2 separate regions of the Gossypium hirsutum genome follow, and region 2 is linked to region 1. A link is a contact called in public Hi-C data. All regions are on one chromosome and are shown on one strand. Each heading gives the region's core, a stretch centred on a gene start, on an enhancer-like site or on the middle of the called end of the contact. The rest is flanking DNA. Distances are from core to core; before and after follow the strand shown.

What was found. Hi-C and Micro-C count contacts between places; a contact is called where the count stands out from the background.
Region 2: a Hi-C map of leaf shows a contact between it and region 1, with 2.0 times the contacts expected there. The contact joins the promoter of LOC107957591 here to the promoter of LOC107957582 in region 1. A contact is called at or near these places in 2 of 34 Hi-C or Micro-C datasets (both in leaf).

What each region holds. Positions count from the first base shown.
Region 1 is chrA05:28,436,397-28,443,559 of Gossypium_hirsutum_v2.1, reverse strand. It overlaps LOC107957582 (5'-3' exoribonuclease 3), which reads left to right and starts at 4,315. Exons shown (of 23, transcript XM_016893121.2): 1 at 4,315-4,673; 2 at 4,774-4,876; 3 at 4,994-5,070; 4 at 5,249-5,440; 5 at 5,564-5,683; 6 at 5,827-5,889; 7 at 6,096-6,242; 8 at 6,330-6,494; 9 at 6,632-6,709; 10 at 6,806-6,892. The coding sequence starts at 4,470.
Region 2 is chrA05:28,630,524-28,637,686 of Gossypium_hirsutum_v2.1, reverse strand. It overlaps LOC107957591 (transcription initiation factor IIF subunit beta), which reads right to left and starts at 4,361. Exons shown (of 6, transcript XM_016893131.2): 1 at 3,953-4,361; 2 at 3,632-3,746; 3 at 3,074-3,204; 4 at 2,904-2,978; 5 at 2,667-2,816; 6 at 2,050-2,388. The coding sequence starts at 4,156. The coding sequence ends at 2,269. It overlaps LOC107957590 (protein NRT1/ PTR FAMILY 8.1), which reads left to right. Exons shown (of 4, transcript XM_016893130.2): 2 at 1-181; 3 at 341-900; 4 at 974-1,962. The coding sequence ends at 1,853.

The sequences.
Region 1 (7,163 bases), core at 3,066-5,565:
AAACTATTTTGTAGCCTATTAATTCGCCCCCTTCCCTGATTTCAAGTGAGCTATCCACTGATTTAAACCCTTACACAGCGACGTTAACCTTTGGGGAACACTCCCTACACTATTCTTCTATAAGTGACTAATATTAGCTTTACATGACTTCTTTAATGTCCAACAGGTCTTAAAGCGGAACCTCTCCACCCTTTGCCTTTCCATCCTCTATACCGTATCTCTCAACAATGGGCAATGATCAGAGAACGAATGAGGTAGGTGGTGCCTAAATGAAAAGTAAAGAATTGCTCCTATCAAGCTGTATTGGCAACCCTCTCATCTAATTGTTCTTTAATATTATTTTCCACAAAATTCTGACGTTCCCATGTAAACCAAGGCCCTTTGTACCCCAAATCCTTTAACTGACAATTTGCTAACACAATTCAGGAATCTTCCATACGACCCTCATCCCAAAAAGCCCCTCCCTTTTTCTCAAAAGAATAGAGAGACTCATTGAAATCCCCGCACACTATCCAAGACAAGTCCTGATGCTGACCCGAAACTCGTAGAAGATCCCACGTCCCTTAATGAAATCGCATAACAGAAGAACCATAAAACCCTATCATCCTCCATTTATCCCCATCAACATTCTCTTGAATTTCCACATCGAGCAGCGTCTAAGAAAAATTACCTATAAAAAAATGGAAAATTTTAGTTTTAATAAATTAGAATTATATATATATAAAAAGAACGGAGAACTAAAGCCAAGGTTCTTTGAAGAGGTAATATCGTATCATATTTGAATAACAATGGCACTAGAGAGAGATCAAAGATTAATGAGGCAATATAATATTTAAAAACAATTATAAGTTTATACCGTGTGGAGTAAATACTCTTAAAACCATATTTCTTTTCTTTTACTATTATTTGTTTGTTGTATGTGAAAAATGTTTCGTGGATTTGTTTTGAAAAAAAATTCAAATTTCAACCATTATTTTTAAATCATTATATTAAATGTATTTATTAATTTAGTTTAAACATTTTTCTTATTTATTATGAACTATTGTTACAGCAGTTGCATGTTGTTTTATCTATTTTTTTTATCAAATTAACATTATAGTTTACTTTCTTATAGCTCCAAATTTATATATTTTTTAAAAGCTAAGAGATATAATCATAATTAATGATAGATCATAGTAATAATTAAAAGGTTTAATGATAAATTTGACCAACAACGTTTGTAATTTTTTTGTCAAAATGACATTAATTGTATTTTTGAGCTTTTTTTGACCATCAACCTTTGTTATTTTTTTCAATTTTCTTTTTTTAACAGATTTAATGAAAATACCGTTAAAAAAATTAACGGGGATGATTTGGAATTTCACACGTGGAATATTTTTAATGAGATGTAATTTATTACTTAGATAACCCAATAAAATAATTACATGTGAAAATTAATAAAATAAATAAATAATACATTAAATTAAAAAAACAACTCTTAATTTAAAGAAAATAAAAGTAATTATCTAAAAAAAGTTAGCCCAGTAAACAAACATATGAAAGATTAAAATCTTTTGAAAGAAAAGAAAAGTTGAAACATTGAATTTATTCATTAAATCTGTTAGAAAAAGCATATCGGGAAAAAAAAAGGTTGATGGCAAAAAAAAACCTCAAAAATACAATTAGGATCATTTTAACAAAACATACAAACGTAATTTATCATTAAATCTAATTAAAAATATTTTAATTAAAAATTAATTGTATAATTTACTTGCCACACATGTAATATTAAAAATTAATAAAAATAAATATGGCAGACAACGATGAGACTTTGGAAAATTTTATCTCTTCAGTAAAAAAAATTGAAATTAAAAAGTAAGTTTTCAATTTAAATTGCTAAAATAGAATTTGTAACTAAAATTGAGAAATCAATAAAATATAAATCTAACCAACGTAAAAAAAAATCACAGCTTTGATTTATTAGTTTGATTATCAATATAAAGTAAATTTCTATATTTATTGTTTTAAAAATAAATTTAAGGTTGTTATATTTTTGTAAAAAAAAAGTAATTTGATGGTCCGAAAATTATTAGTACTTCTATTTTAGTTATTCAACGATGAAAAAAAAATCATTTCTATCATTAATGTTTTCAACATTTGATATTTTAGTAAATAGTTAACTAAAAGTTGTAGTGGCATTTTTATTGACATAATAATAAATTTAGTCTTTAATATTTATAAGTTTTTATTAATTTAGTCCTAATTTTAAAAAACTAAAATTTATAAAAAAATAAAAAAATACATGAACTTTAAAAAAAATAAAAAATAAAAAAGGTGTTGAAATTTTTATAAAATAAAATAAAATTATTAAAAATGTGTATACAATTTATATAAAAATATAAAAATAAAAATTTATTTAAAAAAAACTTTCTTTAGAGGTGTTTATAGTTCAAGTCTTTAAATTTATATATGATATTAATATCATATATAGTTGCCCAAACCTAACGTTGCCAGAAACATAAACTATAAAAGTTTTCAACTAACCTATATTTATAAATAGTCAAGATAAGCTCATTTATGCTCACCTTTATTGTTTCTTTTATTTAAAAAAAATAATTATTTAATATTTATTAATTATGTATATCTTTTACTATCATTTTATATTTTTATTTATTAAAAATTTAAACATAAACAATCCAATATATATTTTAAATATTTACATTATAGTATAGTATATTTATAATTTCTTATTATATAAAGGCATAATTGTAAAAAATACCTTCAACGTTTAAGAATTTTTAATTTTGTGCTCTTTACCTTTTTTTTATTGATGCTCTCAATGTAACAATTTTTTGTAAATCAGGTTAATTTTAACAGGAAATATTAATTGACCGTTAGTTAAATGTGACATGTCAAATTGAAGATGATGTGTCAAAAAAAAGAATTAAATATAAAATTAGAAAAAAAAATAATCTGAAGAAAAAAACCCAAATCGGGAAATTCCTACAAACTTTTAAATAAATAACATGAGGCTTAAACAAATTTACATCTCTACTAAACTCAAATATCCATTCCAAATAAAAAACCCCAATTACCAATATGCATTCATCATCATCATTTTAATAAAATATCATAAGATGTATAAGAATCATAAAATCTACCTAGGGTAGCTAAAACAGAAAGAGGTCCAAAAATACTTGCATTACATTTTGCTGATTTTTTTAAAATGGGTAAATTAATTCATACATATTAGATTAATGAGCAAATTAAAAAATAGGTTTATGTACTTTAAAGAGGTAGACATAGCATGCTATATATAACTGTCTAACTATTTTGTCGGTCACGCCAATTTTTAATAATAAAAATGAATGGAATTTTTAACAGAAATAACTAGTTTTTAACAATAAAAATGAGATTATTTTACTCATTTTTCGAGTAAAAAGGACAAAATACAATTTAATTCATAATACATTGGTCTCCATGATACTTTTACCTTTAACTAACCGGCCAAAATCTCAATAAATTTTGCTAGAAAAAAAGACTTTGATGGATGCCCCTTTTTCTCGTCCAATAGAAATGTTACAATACATACAAAAATAGATAAATGAAGAAAAGGGACATCTTGACCCAATTATCCATTTTTTATATCCCCAGGCTTTGAAATATTGTCCGTTAAGCAGTTATTCAAGTCCTCAACAACTAAAGTAATTGTCTTCTGATAAGAGTTTTGTCTATTGTACTCTGTTGAGAATTAATGTTTCTTGAGCCGTTACCCAATAGGCTTGGTTCACAAAGCCAGAAGCATATTGGTTAGTGCACCTACAAGACTTGAAAAAATTATTTATTATTTTGTATAGAATAATTATAAAATTACCTAAACATGGAGGACTTGAACCACCAACCTGAGACATATAGGTCATTTGTTTGCAGTCATGGTACTACTTACTTGCATGGGTCACCACCAACTAGGGCCCTCCCGACTTTATGAATTAAGCTTATTTAATAGCCACTCATGACATATTAACTTTACATTTGATTGTTAAAAGAATTCATCTATTAACATTTTAAAAATTTCTCTGAAAAGAATTGATCTCTCTCAATACTAAAAAAAGACAAAAATATTCATTCATTACTATTTTTTTCTAGTCTGGTCGAGTTAATTCTTTACACCAATTTAAATGGATATAAATGATACCATTAGCAAAATTCCAAACTTACCTTACCCATGCGTGAGTGCACAAAGGCCTGTAACTATTCTGACTAGCAGATTGCCAAATCAATAAGGGTATAACTGTCCATTCATATTATTTTTGTGCCCTAAACCCGACGGTTTGCGAAACATACATTAGCAGAAGCTATAAAGAAAAATCGAAGCTATCCAAATTGTTTTCTTCTTCCCCATTTTTCTCGAATTTAGGGGTTAGGGTTTCCTCATTGGTGTTCGATTTTATTAGAGATCCGCGAGAGGTTGGAATTGCAAACGATTGGAAATGGGAGTGCCAGCGTTCTACAGGTGGTTAGCGGAGAAGTATCCGCTGATTGTGGTGGACGTTATCGAGGAAGAACCGGTGGTGATCGAAGGTGTCTCCATTCCGGTGGATACTAGTAAACCCAATCCAAATAAACTTGAGTACGATAATCTTTATCTCGACATGAACGGGATTATTCATCCTTGTTTCCACCCCGAAGACAGGGTAACCCTCTTGACACATGCATTTTCCATAGTTTCTTCTTTCTTCCTTCCTCGGAATTTTTAGAACCAATGTAATTTGGCTTGTTCGATGTCTCATGCAGCCTTCACCAACAACTTTTGATGAAGTTTTTCAATGCATATTTGATTACATTGATAGATTGTTTGTTATGGTCCGTCCTCGAAAGCTTTTGTATATGGCTATTGGTAAGTAGTGCTTGTCTTAGGTTGAAAGATAAAGTGTATTTATATGCTTGACATGCAGATATCGTGTACTTATGTTTATCTGATAATACTGTCATTTCTTTCTGGAAACTGCGGTAGATGGCGTTGCCCCTCGGGCTAAAATGAACCAACAGCGATCTAGGCGTTTTAGAGCAGCAAAAGATGCTGCAGAGGCGGTATGTATATATTTGTGTTGATTCCGGTACCAATTTGAATAGTGGATGAAATGTTAGGTCATCAAGATATTGTTGGTACTGATATTTCATTTTCTCCACACTTTAATGATAGGAATTGTTGCAAGAAAAGAAGACAATTTGGTTGGTAATTCTGTTCTTGTTAATCTTGCTTTTGCAGGCAGCTGAAGAAGCACGACTTCGAGAGGAGTTTGAGAGGGAGGGCAGAAGGCTTCCTCCTAAAGAGGAATCACAGCTTGTTGATTCGAATGTTATTACACCTGGCACTCCATTTATGGCTGTTCTATCAATTGCTTTGCAGTATTATATCCACCTCAGATTAAATTACGATCCCGGATGGAAAAACATCAAGGTAGTATCAGTGTTATGGTTCCTTGTCTTTTATGTGTTATTCTTTGCTTTCTCTTGACATGGTGGAGAGTTTTAGCATTTCTCTTAGAGTTGTAGCATTTCTCTTACTTTCTTCTTTTTGAAGGTTATTCTATCTGATGCAAACGTTCCTGGTGAAGGAGAACATAAAATTATGTCATATATACGGCTCCAAAGGAACCTTCCTGGTTTTGATCCAAACACACGCCATTGCCTATATGGTTTGGTATATTTCTCCTTCAATATTTTCATTTCTAAGTTTCAAATTAAAAATAAAAATAAAAATTTAAGCATGTGTTCTGTTTATTTTCTTTGGCCTACTTTAGTGGACTAAGATCATGCACTCTGCTTATTGTTGAAATACAACAGGATGCTGATTTAATTATGTTGGCCTTGGCCACTCATGAAGTTCACTTTTCAATCCTTCGAGAGGTTCGTATATTTTACTTTGCAAAATAATATCTATAATCTAGTTTTCTTTCATTTTGTAACTTCTACCTGAGGTTGGCTATTTTACTTGTTTGTAGGTATAAGTAGATGTTAACATTTAAATGAATTTTCTTCGAAGGATGTTTTATCATTCTATTATCATGTTCCCTCTTGGCCCAAAAGTAACAGGGTTTATGAAATATTTTCAGATTGTCTTCACCCCTGGGCAAGATAAATGCTTCATATGTGGTCAGATGGGCCATATAGCGGCAAATTGTGAAGGAAAGGCAAAGAGGAAGGAAGGAGAATTTGATGAGAAAGCTGATGGAAAAGCTGTGGCCAGAAAGCCATATCAGGTTACTTTGCAATTGAATTTACAGTTGGAATTATTATAATGAATTCTTTGGAAAAATTAGAACTTGTTATTTGCTTCATCTTTGCAGTTCCTGAACATATGGACCCTTAGGGAGTATCTGGAATATGAGATGAGAATCCCCAATCCTCCTTTTGAAATTGACTTGGAACGCGTTGTGGATGATTTTATATTCATATGCTTCTTTGTTGGCAATGATTTCTTACCTCATATGCCTACACTCGAGATTCGTGAGGTTTGTATGTTGTTGAAGTAATTATTCTACTGTTGGGTTGTATTTTTATATTGTGATTTTGAATGTAACTTTAGGGTTATTATATGAAGCCAAGGTTTTAATTGAAAGCCTTCCCCTTTTCAATTTGTTAATTTCAGGGTGCAATCAACTTGTTAATGGCAGTATACAAGAAGGAATTTAGATCATTTGGTGGTTATTTGACTGATGGAAGCAAGGTGCCTGTGATCTTATTTGTGACGGCCACTTATTATTCCAGTCATCAAATTTCATCTGGTAAAGTAAAGCTTTTGACTGTATGATTTTTATTTCAGCCTAATTTGAGCAGGGTAGAGCATTTTATCCAAGCTGTGGGGTCCTATGAAGATAAAATATTCAACAAAAGAGCACGGTTGCATCAGGTTTGTTTGAGTTTAGGTTCAATGTGATTCTCTTTAACTTAAACAAAAAATTAGTTTGTATTTAGCTTTTATCTGTGATCCAAATTATTCTGGAAAACTTGCAAATGGTCTTGTTTCATTTTTCATGTAAAAAAGGTTGGGTCTTACCTTGTGAGTCAGTAGTCTCTTTCTATTTCATTCTGCATGTGGTATTCATTATGTGTTCAATCCTCTTTCAGTGCTTGTGCAAGAGATTTACACTATCATGATTTGAACCATGAAAGGAGACTTG
Region 2 (7,163 bases), core at 3,112-5,611, 190 kb before region 1:
AGCAGTGAACATGGTGGCTTATTTGGTTTTCGAAATGCACCAATCGCTTCCAGCTGCTGCAACTCATGTGAATGATTGGATCGGAGCTGCCTATTGACTTACTCTACTTGGAGCATTTCTTGCCGATGCTTATTTGGGTCGATTCTTCACCATCATCATCTTTTCGTGCATATATGCAGTCGTAAGCTAGCATTTCCCTTTCATAATTTCATATGCCTTAGATGGTCTAAATCCCATGGCAGAGAGGCTTAAATTATCACTAGTTGGCTCATCCTGAATCATCAGCTGTTGTTGGACCATGTAATCTAAAGGCCCCATGTTCTTCTTTTTTCTTTCTCAGGGAATGATTTTGCTGACGCTATCGGCTTCCATAGACAGCCTGCGACCACCACAATGCACGGCCAAACCATGCATTAAAGCAGCCGGAAACCAATCAGGTTTCCTCTTTGTTGCATTGGCTCTTATAGCCCTTGGAACCGGTGGTATCAAGCCATGCGTTTCATCCTTTGGCGCAGACCAGTTCGACGGAGCTGATGGAAAAGAAGCCCAAAAGAAATATTCATTCTTTAACTGGTTCTTCTTTGCCATAAACATGGGTGCCATTTTGGGGATCACGCTTCTGGTATTTGTAGAAGAGAAGAAAGGTTATGGCAGGGGTTTTGGAGTCCCTACTGTGGCTATTGTTTGCTCCATTTTAATCCTAGCTGCCGGAATACCTTTTTATCGTTACCAAAAACCCATGGGAAGTCCTTTCACAAGGTTTCTCCAGGTTCTTGTGGCTTCTATTAGGAACCATTTTCATGGGGCTCAATTAAAACGTGAAGCTGTTTTATATGAAGTTGATTCGATGGAGTCTGATATTTTTGGTGCTCGGAAACTCACTCGAACGAACCAGTATAGGTAAATGTAGATAAGTGTCACCCCTGTCCCTTGGACATTGAAATTATTTGTATAAGTTGGCTTCTTATTACAGGTTCTTGGACAAGGCAGCAATGGTGATGGATCCTGAAGCTAATACTAAAAGCCGATGGAGGCTTTGCACAGTGACTCAAGTAGAAGAATTCAAGTCCTTCATCAGAATCCTCCCTGTATGGGCATCTACAATAGCTCTTTCCATCTCATTTGCTCAACTCTCGACCTTCTTCATCAGCCAAGCCACCATTATGGGCCGAAAACTTGGTCCAAACTTCAACATTCCAGCAGGCTCGGTCCCTGTTTTCAGTGCCATCAACGCCCTCTTACTCGTCCCCATCTATGAAATATGGATGGTCCCGATCTTATGTAAACACACCGGTCATCGTCGTGGTCTTACATCTTTACAAAGAATGGGTGTCGGCCTATTCATATCTATCTTTGCAATGGCCTCGGCTGCTTTAGTCGAGAAGAAACGTCGAGACCACCCTGATCCATCGTCTTTGACAGTGTTCTGGCTGCTTCCGCAGTTCTTCTTAATTGGTACTGCCGAGGTTTTCACTTACGTGGGACAATTGGAGTTCTTTTATGAAGAGGCGACCGATGGGACGAGAAGCATAAGCAGTGCGATGTTTCTTAGTGAGATTGGAATTGGGAGTTGGTTGAGCACCGCCATTGTTAAAATCATTGAGCGTGCAACCGGTGGAGAACAAACAGGGTGGCTAAGAAATGATCTCAACAAAAGCAGGCTCGATAATTTCTACTGGGTATTGACGATAGTCAATGCTGCTAATTTCTTGAAGTACTTGTGGGTTGCTCGACGATACAAGGGAAAGAATGGCATGGGACGGAGCACTGCTAGGGTCGAGAACTCAGTCAAGATGGATGCTGCTGATGAAGTGATGAAGGATAAAGGGGAGTTTCAAAGCATGGTGTTGTGAAATTCAACAATAATTACTTCCATTCATCTGTAGTTTCCACTTCAAGTTATGATGTGTAACGAATTATCTCACCTTATTTGCAGATCAACAAATTTAATTGTTTTCCTAATTTTAAAATATTGTATTGCTTTGTAATTCGTATTATAATATTTACATGAAAACCTCATAAAAACTATTTAAAATAGTGGTCGAAACATGCTATAAGTTCAGATACCTATAATTGCAATGCAAATTCACAAAGTACGAATATCACAATAGATTATATCATGTGGACATCAAAGTTAATAGCTACAGCTATGTTTCCTTCTTCCTATAATTGTCTATCTATTTATCTGTCATCTTCATGAGGGTTGTTTTCAGACATATTCCGATTAACCAGAGAAAAAAGGAAACGTAAATTACAGCTATATCTGACCTATTCAGCTGCAGTGTCCTCTGCAGATTTTTTATACTCTGGCTTAAGCTCGTAGGTTCCTTGATTGGCGCCTCTCTTATTGTACACGCAGAGCTCGTTCAGTATCTCTTTAAGGAATTGCTGCAAAGTACAGAAAGAACTTTCAAACATGCAAATACGAGCCAAGTGCTAACAAAGAACAAAAACAACAAACTACAGAATATCGTCTTCTCTATCAAGCTGAAATATATAGCCGACTTGAAGTTCTTGCAGAGACTGGCTTTTTCCATTTTAAAAGCAATTTGCCATTTCTATGATGCCAGTAGAATGACATATTACAGAAAAAGAGAACACTTAAATAACCATTATAAACTGTAAGACACAATGAGCAGTATGAGGAAGAAATGTAAGAGGCTTACAGCAGGCTGATCAGTCTCTTGGACAAGTTGCTTCAAAGTCCAATTTGGTTGTCTTTCAAACAGCTTGAACATTATATCTTCCAGTTCCCCACGATCCCTTCGGGTTCTTTTCACGTCTGATTGTTTAACTGGCATTGTTTTCTTCTTATCCTGCTCAGATACAACAGATGATAAGCAATTGTCAATAAGCGCGAAAAATTACAGATATTGTCGTCTAGAGACTGTGTCTCAAAGTACCTTGGGGTTGGATGAAATCAAGCCAACCATTCCAGGCATTGGCCTCATGTGAACTCCACGGTCATTATCTATAACCTTCAAAATGGCATAAAAACAAATAAGATAATTGGCACCATAGTAACATTGAAAGACAATGGCTTACCCAAGCCAAAGCATACTCATTGGCCTACCTGTATTTGCCTGTTCTTGATCATGGACTTATTTGTCCTTTCTCGACACAATCTCCCATATTCCTCGATGTTTTCCTCATGCGGTTTCATGTCGAATTTATGCTCAACTTTTCCTTCCATTGCAACCGAACCTATAGCAAAAAAACGGCACTTAAGATACAAACTAAAGAACAAAACTTATGTAAGAGAAACATCAAACCGGCTTTTACGAGAAAATCATATCACTGAGTAAATTGTTACTTCAAGTCACCATAAACCTCTGACAATTTTGAGCACAAAATGACACCTAGACGTGATTGATAAGCACGAAAACAATGAAATAAACATGACGAGTATAATAGTATTCATGTTTAGGATTTTGACAAATTTAATCGTTTAGGTTTATGTTAAAAAATATGAAACAGGACACACATATATACACTCATACATGGATTGCCAAGTCTAACCAAGCCAGTTAAGAAAAAGGAACGAACTTTACATTACTAAAATTAAGAAAAATAATAATTGAATTAGATAAAACACATAAAATTGAATACTTGAGAAGCAAAGAACCATAACTCTGAACTTGACTTGATTCAGAGAAGACACACATAGGAACAAAGTCTTTGAACATGTTCAAAGAGTAGCTTTTGGGTATTCTTTCGGTCTCTGATCCAGCCACCTCCATAGTAAACTGATAAATGTCAATTCATAAACTCGTAAGGAACAAGACAACGACAAAATTACTACTACAACGTTTAAACATGTCATAAAATCTTTGCCTTGTTAGATTAAACAATCAATAAAAAAAACCTTTTACTAGAATTGCTATATCTAAAAATTCACGATTAAATAATCTGTTAACTTGAACTAATTATTATCTGATCTCAACTAATTTACCTGGTGTAAAGAAGGGTCGTCGGGTTTGAGAGGGTCGAGGGAGAAGACAACCTTGGCGAGAGGCTGAGAATCAGAAGAAGAAGAAGAAGAAGCTAGTTGGCTCTTCCATGACTTGGCGACCACCACGGGGCACTTCATCAACCAAACCGATCTATCAGCTTTTCCCATATCCAAAAAGCCGCCGTTGTTGTGATCTTCATCCATTGTTCAAAGCCTCTGTAAATGACTGACAGTATAAAACTTTCTTATCCACGTTTTGGTGGTGGGGGAGGAAGATTTTGGCAAGGGTTTATATAATTTATTCACTCAATCTGTAGTTTACTTGGTCGTTTCTCTTTGAAATGGACCCTGAGAAATCGGGCGGAGCGAATTCAGGAAACCAGGCGAACGGAGCCTGCCTTACGTGTCTGCCTTTTCCTAAAGGCTAAAACTAAGGTTGAGGTTGAGGGCTGTCCAGAGTTACTGGGCTTGGTTAGGTTATTTTGGGCCTTCGACTCAAGATAACTCTTTTTGGCCCATCACTTGATTGTTCTAACCAAACTTGGCTGCAGTTAATCAGGATCGCAACAGTATGGGCCGGACTTCGATCCGAGTTTTATACCTCTCATCCTAATATTATTTCCAACTTGATTTTATTTAAAATTATAATACCAAAATTGATCCTGGAAAAAGAAAAATTACTTGGATTCTGACTCTAATCAATTAAAATCTCATAAAAGAGATTATTTAGTTAAAATATAATTAATTATAAAATTAAAAAAGAGAGGATATTTTAATAATTTTGGTGTAGGTTTGATTTTAATACGACTTTGAAATTTTTAATCGAAAAAATCTACCCAAATTCGATTTTGAAAAAGAAAAGGTATAATGACTTATATAGCCTCCCAACTTTATAAAAAAAAGTTATTTTAGCTCTTCATTTAATTTTATCTTTTAGTCTTTAAACTTGCATTGTTTATCAAATCACCCCATATTGGATGAAAAAGTTAAATGTCTGTTAACTTTACCGACATGGCATCCATGTGTAGACCTGATCATGGATTGGGCCACTTATCTAGGCCCGAAGGCTTGTTTGAAAAGTGGCAGAGTTTGGGTAAAAACATAGGCTCAAAAAATAGGCTTGGGCAAAAAATAAGGCTCATTTTCTAAACGTGATAGGTCTCGTGTAGGATTTTTGGCCCAAGCCCAGCCCGAATCAGCTTAAACTTTTTTTTTGTTTTGTTTTCATTTTGCTATAATTTCACTATTATATTGCTACTATTTTATTATTATTATCTAAATATTGTATAACTTTTATTTTATTGTTAATTTTGCTATTATTTTAAAGGCATTAATGTTATTTAAGTATAAAAACTTTTTGTAATAGCCCATTTTTTAGTGGTTTCGGGACAATAATTCTGACGTGTGAGTTTGCAAATATTATTTATTTAATATTTATGAAGTTATGTGAGTGTCGTATTAAGATTTGATTTGGTAATTTTGACGTTTGGCTAGTTAATTAAAGAAAAAGTACTAAATCGTAAAAGATGTAAAACTTGATCTCTATTGATTTTTATTAACTAAAAAGCATAATTAGAGTTTTTTAATGGATTTAAATGATAAATATACCCTTTTTCAATAGTGTTGGACGGTAAGTGAGATTTTATTTAGTTAAAGTGTGATATAACTTATATTATAAATATTTTTATATAATATAATAGTTAATAAAACATAGAAACAAAAGGGAAAAAAAACATTTTATTCGGCTTGTTTATCATCTTTTTTCACGAAAACGGAAGGGGGAAAGCTAGGTTTGGTTATTCAAGTTTCGATCTTTGATTGGGTAAGTTATTTTAGTTCGTTTCTTGTAATTTTTATGTTTTTGGAACTTCGGGAGCTTGATTTAGCTAACCCCGGGACTATTTTGTGAAACTATTAAAATTTGTTAAAGTTTTCATTGATATTTTCTTGAAGCTTTTGTGGCTATTTGGTTAGTTTTGAAACTTACATATGTTAATGGACTAGTTTGTAAAGTAAAAGTTGTTAATTTTGAACCTAATGACTAAAATGCAATAAGTTCAAAATGTGTGTGAATATTCTGAAATTTTCTGTTCTATTGGATAGTTGGAGAATTTAATTAAGATTGATTTCGAAATCGAAGCTCAAATGTGAGAATTATAATAGCTTCGATTTTAAGGACTAAATTGTGGTAAATGTTAGGGGATGATTTTTATGTATTGTTATATGCTATATGGATTGGTTAATTAAATCAAACTATATTTTAGATAAAAAAATCTCAACGACCGGAGGATGTACGAGGAAAAAGAAAAATTGCCGACTAGTTCTTAATAGTTAAACCGTTACGATTTCGACAGATAAGTTCATACAATATAATTCAAATTCTTTATGCTTATATGTTATATTAGGATTGTTAATATTGAATGTTGGTGGATGTGAGATAAGTCCCGATAAAATTAGTAAATTCTCGTATATAGGGTAGTGAGTTTGTCTAAGTTCTGAGCTCCTGCATATGTTGCGGACTTGAGAATACATGAATATTAAACCCTGGCCAGGCTATTTATCGTGTAGGTTTAACCTTAACGGATAACCAGACATTATCATTTTCACTTGTATACAAAGATCTTTTACGAGGTTTTATTGGGTAAAAGTGTGATTGAATCATTAGAGTTATGCCATTTGAGATTGGATATGTGAATAGTTGTGTTTTGGTCTTGAGATCTAAATTGGCTTGATTGGAAATGGAGATGATTATGGTTATTCATGTGGTTGAACTCAAAGCTTTGTATATTAATGTTGTGGTTTGAATCTTGATAGGTATATTTGTATTGATAGTGATTTATATGTGAATAGAAATTGAGGTAAGTGAGTGCTTATATTGTATGAGCTTACTAAGAATTTTATACACTTACTCATTTTACTACTTTTCTGTAGATTTTGGACGTTTAGAACGTGTCGAGCGGATCAACAATAAGCTCACACCTACCGTCACTTGATTCGGTAGACTTTTTGAAGTTGGTTACTTATGGCATATATATAGGATGTTTACTTTGCAAGTTAATGATCACGTTTTGGTACTTTGGTTGTGAATAATATTATAAATAACCTTGATGCATCAAATGCTTGGTACCTATTTGATACTTAGTAATTTGATGGTGTTATCCAAGATTTGAATGGCATTATATGTATGTTTAGGTATTAGCATGACTCGTTA